2 separate regions of the Danio rerio genome follow, and region 1 is linked to region 2. Evidence: chromatin contacts called from public Micro-C data. All regions are on one chromosome and are shown on one strand. Each heading gives the region's core, a stretch centred on a gene start, on an enhancer-like site or on the middle of the called end of the contact. The rest is flanking DNA. Distances are from core to core; before and after follow the strand shown.

The links. A called contact is a pair of places that touch in the nucleus more often than the background predicts.
Region 1: a contact with region 2 is called in a Micro-C map of caudal fin, with 3 times the contacts expected there. The contact joins the enhancer-like site here to the promoter of sertad4 in region 2. A contact is called at or near these places in 2 of 18 Hi-C or Micro-C datasets (caudal fin and an unstated tissue).

What each region holds. Positions count from the first base shown.
Region 1 is chr13:35,268,855-35,271,792 of GRCz12tu, reverse strand. All of the region lies in intron 3 of syt14a (synaptotagmin XIVa), which reads left to right. Among named protein-coding and RNA genes, the nearest start is that of sertad4, 33 kb to the right of the region's middle. Within about 2 kb of position 1,307, at least 18 of the 62 cell types and tissues checked have an H3K27ac peak or open chromatin away from gene starts, as enhancers often do. A contact at or near this core is called in caudal fin, where this site is marked.
Region 2 is chr13:35,235,805-35,239,115 of GRCz12tu, reverse strand. sertad4 (SERTA domain containing 4) reads left to right here and starts at 1,787. Exons shown (of 4, transcript XM_005156955.6): 1 at 1,787-2,273.

The DNA.
Region 1 (2,938 bases), core at 58-2,557, 33 kb before region 2:
TTTTCTAAGTTTAAACGTTTTTAAAACAGCATGTTTGTAATAAAGAAAGTAAAATCGCTATTTAATTCTTAACAGCTATAATCACCACCACATGGTGTCAGTAAATCACAGCTTCATCAGAGTCTTTCTCTATCACTGACGGCTGTTTATCTGACACAATGTATAATGAAAAGCAGACATGCAGGGGGGAATTGTTTGCGGGGAGAAGCTGCTCATTTGCATTTAAAGCCATAGGCTACAAAAACAGCTTTAATGTATTCAAAAGCCAAAAATGGGCAGATACTAGCATCTATAATGAAAAATCTGATGGGTATTTTCAGCTGAAAGTTTACAGACACGTTCTGGACACACCAAAGGCTTATCTTGAAAAATGGCCAACTAAATGCATGTATTTTCCCAGAGATAGGTTGCGGCTGAAAGGGCATCCGCTGTGTAAAAAAACTTGCTGGATAAATTGGCGGTTCATTCCGCTGTGGCGACCCCAGATTAATAAAGGGACTAAGCCGACAAGAAAATGAATGAATGAATGAATAAATGCATTTTTTTATCATTACACTAGATGGCGCTGCTTAACAACAAATGGTGAGATAAGACATGCCTGTTTTTCACTGGAATTCTGGCATGACTCAGAACTTTTTTCATAGAAAAGTCAGTAACAGACCCAGAAGAAAAATCTGAATGAAAGCTGTTTTTAATAAAAATGACTGTGGGCTGTTTTTTTCTCTGGCAGCGGTGAGTTTTACAGAGAGTAAAAGGGTTCAGATCATGCATATATCACATGTCAAGTGAATCTGGATGGTTTTGGAAGAATAAATTTTTACATAAAGAGCCAGAACACATTGTTTGTTTGTTTTTCTTCTTCTACTTTTTCCACACAAACACTCACAGAGCTGCAGTATGAGGCAAGATGAAAGAAGAAAGAAAAAAAACCTTTCTTAGAAAAGGACACAATTCTGTTATTCTGCTTTTGAGAGAAAGATGATGATCTCTGCTTTTAAACTGCTACATAAATGGCTCTGTGATGACTGTCAATAATCATGGGTAATGAACAGGATTAGGGTTATTTTCTCTACTTCCAATTGTCCCTCAATTGCCATTATTGCATTCCGAGCCAAAATCCCTGCTGGAATTATCTGGAAAACAGAGCAGGAAGATTACGACGGGCTATAAAGAGAATGAAAATGTGTCAAAGGGAAGTGCTGTCAGAAAGAAAAAAAGCAGGAAGCGGGTGGAAAATCTCTCTCTGATTTCAGCCTCTGCTTCTGTGAACTACTGCACACAGAGACACATAGAGCCGCATGCTTTTCTCATGAGCTGTTTTCCTGGAGGCAGGAGAGCCTGTAGCCTCAGGCCATCTGTATAATACATGAGCTGCTAAAACACACACACATTTACATTTACGCTCACATTCACATTGCACAAACACACATACACACATTCCTTCACTCATACATAACAAATGAGCTGAGCGTTTGCTGTTGGAACCAAAGAGGTTTATAACACCTTACTGATGCTTTAGTATTGCTATTCATTGCGTGTTGTTTGGACGGTTTATGAGCCCTAAAAAATCAAGTTCAGGGTCACGCTATTGATCACTCTTCTTGGCAATTCCAACTGTTGTAGTTCTGGCATCAATACTGGCATTCAGATCAAATTGAAACACAAGATATACAGTAGGGCAGAGCCTCTCATTCACAGACATTTTTGCTCATTGCCGGAGGTTGAAAATGCTGCAGTGTTGATGATCAAAGACGTCATTCAACGTGAAATGAAAACAAGAGTGCTTCTCTATCGCCTTAATCGCAGCAATGCTTCTTTCATCCAGCCTCATTAAAAGTAAACTCTGATTCTGAGTTTGCGCCTGCTGTATCCTGGTGCATATCCATTTTAGTATAGTCAAATTTTAAAAACACAATTCATTTATGATTTAGAAAATATACATATTTCAGGTTATGAATTAAAGTAATAATCAATATACAGTAGTAATTGTCATAAATATCATCATCTATTCAACCTTTTTCCAATATCAAAACTATACAGTTGAAGTTAGAATTATTTACCCCTTTTGATTTTTGTTTCTTTTTTAAATATTTCCCAAATAATGTTTAACAGAGCAAGGAAATTTTCACAGTATGTCTGATAATATTTTTTTCTCCTGGAGAAAGTCTTATTTGTTTTATTTTAGGTAGAATATAAGCAGTTTTAAATTTTTTAAAAAACCATTTTAAGGTCAAAATTATTAGCCCCTTTAAGCTTTATTTTTTTTCCTACAGAACAAACCATCCTTATACAATAACTTGCCTAATTAACCTAACCTTAATATTTAACCTAGTTAAGCCTTTAAATATCACTTTAAGCTGTAACGAAGTGTCTTGAAAAATATATCAAAGATTATTTACTGTAATCATGGCAAATATAAAACAGGTCAGTTATTACAAATTAGTTATTAAAACTATTATGTTTAGAAATCTGTTGAAAAAAATCTTCTCTCCGTTAAACAGAAATTGGGGAAAAAATAATCAGGGGGGCTAATAATTCTGACTTCAAGTGTATTTGAAAATTTATTTTAAAAAATTCAAACAAAATTATTATTATTTTTGTATTATTAAATGTATTAAATATTTTTGTTAGGGACACTCATAAATTTATTTAATTTATTAAGCCCTGTATAAATCTAAAATTTAATTCATAATTGAATTAATTAATTGTCTTAATTTTTCAGTTTTAAATATATATATTATTCTTACCGGTAATTTAATTGCACAATTATTTATTATAATGTATTACAATTATTAATTTTGTCATCATTATTTAATGTAATAGAACAGGGTTTTTTTACTTCTAAAATTGTTCTGCTGAAAATGTAATTGGCAGTTGATTCCACAGTGGCAACCCCTGATAAAGAATGGAATCAAGCAAAGCAGAGTGAGTAAGCCAG
Region 2 (3,311 bases), core at 538-3,037:
CTGTTTAACAGAGCAAGGAAATTTTCACAGTATGTCTGATAATGTTTTTTCTACTAGAAAAAGTTTTTTTTGTTTTATTTCGGCTAGAATAAAAGCAGTTTTTAAGTTTTTAAACACCATTTTAAGGTTAACATTTTTAGCCCCTTTAAGCTATTTTTTTTCCATAGTCTACAGAACAAACCATCGTTATACAATATCTTGCCTAATTACCCTAAACTGCCTAATTAACCTAATTAACCTAGTTAAGCCTTTAAATGTCACTTTAAGCTGTACAGAAGCGTCTTGAAAAATATGTAGTAAAATATTATTTACTGTTAATATGACAAAGATAAAATAAATCAGTTATTACAAATGAGTTATTACAACTTGTATGTTTAGAAATGTGTTTCAAAAATCTTCATTTCGTTAAACAGAAATTGGGGGAAAAAATAAACAGGAAGGCGAATAATTCAGGGGGACTAATAATTCTGACTTCAACTGTATATTAAAAAACAAGCAATATAAAGAATGTGTACGTGTAAAATGGTCCAAAAAAACTTAAAGGTTTAGTAATGGTTATTTTTTTAAACTAAATAGAATGAAACAAACAAAACAACAAAATGTAAATGCTTACTTAGTCAATTTCCATTTCCTAAATAGTAAAGAGACAGAGAAAAAGAGTTTTAAAGTGCTGGTACAGCAGACCACAATGCATGGTTTCCATTTATTTCAAAGATGCAGTTTCTCTGTGAAGCCCCCAGTCACCTGGAAAACTATTTCAACACAGGGCTGCTTTTCACACAAGAAAATAAATGACGGACTCTGGCACAGAAGTGAATGTCTGCTTTTAACTAGAAACAGGGTGTGTTTTTTGGAACCTGAAGTCAGAGGAAAACTGAGCAAGAAAAAAGCCTTTGTCTCTGTGTGTGTCTGTGCACGCTTGTTCTTGTGAGGATGCGTTGCTAAAAATGTCCTTAAAAATAAGGTGAAGCTAAAAAATATATTCAGAAAATCTGCCAAATAAAATGTACCATAAAATTAACTAAATATTTAGTTGAATTCTAAACTTTTTTTAAAACAGTAAGTGTTTTTATATCACAATAAAAGATGCACATACAAATATAAATATACATTTTAATAGGATAACAACAATAATTAAATTACATTGTGTCACTTGTAATCTCACGTGTCTAAACTACACACTAAAAACGCTGAGTTGAGCCTGTTTAGGTCATTTTGTGGGTTGGTTTTAGTTTTGGGGTTGTTATGCTAATTGTTCAGCATTTGTTTCACTATACTAATGATATCTGAAATTGTCCTCAAAACTGTTAAAAATAATAAAAACTAGACATACAGCAAGCAAATATATAGTAAAACTTGCTAAACAGACTTGTAATTAATATCAGTTAGTTATTTAATAATACATTATTAAATAAAAGTACAAATAAATAACTAAAATAATACAGTGCATCATTTATAAATAACATTAAATTAAATGCAAGAATCCCACATGCCACCCACATTGAGTTTCTAACGGGTGCGTTTAGCAAAAGAAAAACACAAGTCTATGGGTCTTTACTGTAACGTTATAGGTGCGCGTGACAGAACAGGGGGTTATGGCGGGACCTGAACTGCAGCCAGAGAGCCAAAACCCACTCACTCCACCTCTTCTATAGGGAAGACCAGAGAAAAGCGCTCCTGAAAAGGGAAATGTCTAACAGATGATTGGCCTCGTGCCCGCCCGCTCCACTTCTCCTGCGCGCTCCCGGTGCAAGTTAAACGCAGCTCTTCTGCTCTGACCAAAACCAGACGCGCACACAAACACACACGCAAACCGCCGAGGAGGCACTGCTGCTGGGACGAGACTGATCCGGAGCAAAAAGCTGTTTTCTGTTTGTTTCAAGGAATGGGGCGACGCTGCTCGTGTCCATTGACGTTAACGACTCCCGTTGAAAGGAAACGCTGCGACGTTGCACCGTCTGCCGGTGAGGTCACTGAGGCACAAAGCGACGCGACCTGCGCGGACACGCAGCCGAGATTCCGTCACATCACAGCGGCTTTGTTCACACTGTGACTGACTGACTGCTCGTCTTTGGATGATACTTTCCCCGTCGAAACCCTATCGATTTCTGCAAGTCGGCGAGGCTCGCGCTGATGGATCGTGGATAAGTAGTTATTGATGAAGCCAGCGGGACCACAGGAGCGGAACGAGAGGGAAAACAGAGAGCGACACGACTGATTGCGCTTCAGATATAAACATCACATCTCTGATTTAGTCAACTCGTGTGGTAAAGGTAAGCAAGAATAATAAAACATTACTCAGACGAATATCAGAATGAGTTACACGCCAGCAGCCTCCTGAGGCAGACAGACATGGCACCGTGCCAACACTGAGCAACTATACTCGTATGATCTTTTAAGGGTTCAGCCACAAGGGTACACACAGATTACTGCATTTCACTGCAAGTTTTACAGATGAAATTGGCATATGTGCTATAAAAAATGCACAAGGTGAGGTCAGTGCATTACATCCTGAAGTCACAATGTGTGATTATTTTTTTTAAAGTAGTTTGTTTAAAGGTCATGATGTCTGTTTTTATTATTTATAAATAAAATAATGAATAATTAAAATGCTATATATTTCATTTTTCATAATATTAAAAAACACGATAGTATCTTTGTCACATTTCAATTAAAGTTCATTTACTGGTGAGTTGTATTAAAGGGTCCTGCAAATAAATGTTTTTAAGTCAGAAAATCATGTTATTGTTTATATATTCATATTTTATTTTCATTATTTATCAAATGTTTATTTAATCTGGTCTCTTTAGAACATTTTAATATTTTTTTGTTTAATTTTGCATTGTATTGTAAATGAATCTTTTAAATATTTTTATTTACTAAATTCTATACATTTCTAAAAAAAAATTAAATCCATATTCAACTTTTAGATTTATGTTTAAATTAATTTCTCATTTCCTCAATTTGTTAATAGTTTGTTAAACTGAGCCCAAATACACTTTGAATCTCTAAAGAAACTAATGTCAGTAAGGTCACACAAATACACCGTTCCTTTCACTCATCAAAACACTCAAGCTCTTTCCCTCTCTCTTTGTGAGTGCGTGTGCGTGCTGTAAGGGCAGGGAGCTGTTACAGCTTGATTCCCTTACAAGGAGATGAATTGTACAAGATGAAAGCACAATAAGTTAATAGTTAGACACAGAGTGTGAATATTTGTCCTCATGAATGCGCAATTACTGCTGCACAGGAGAATTGAGCTGTGGTGTCTGCGTAGTGCAAGTCTGGAGACAATTTGTGTGTGTGAGGCTATT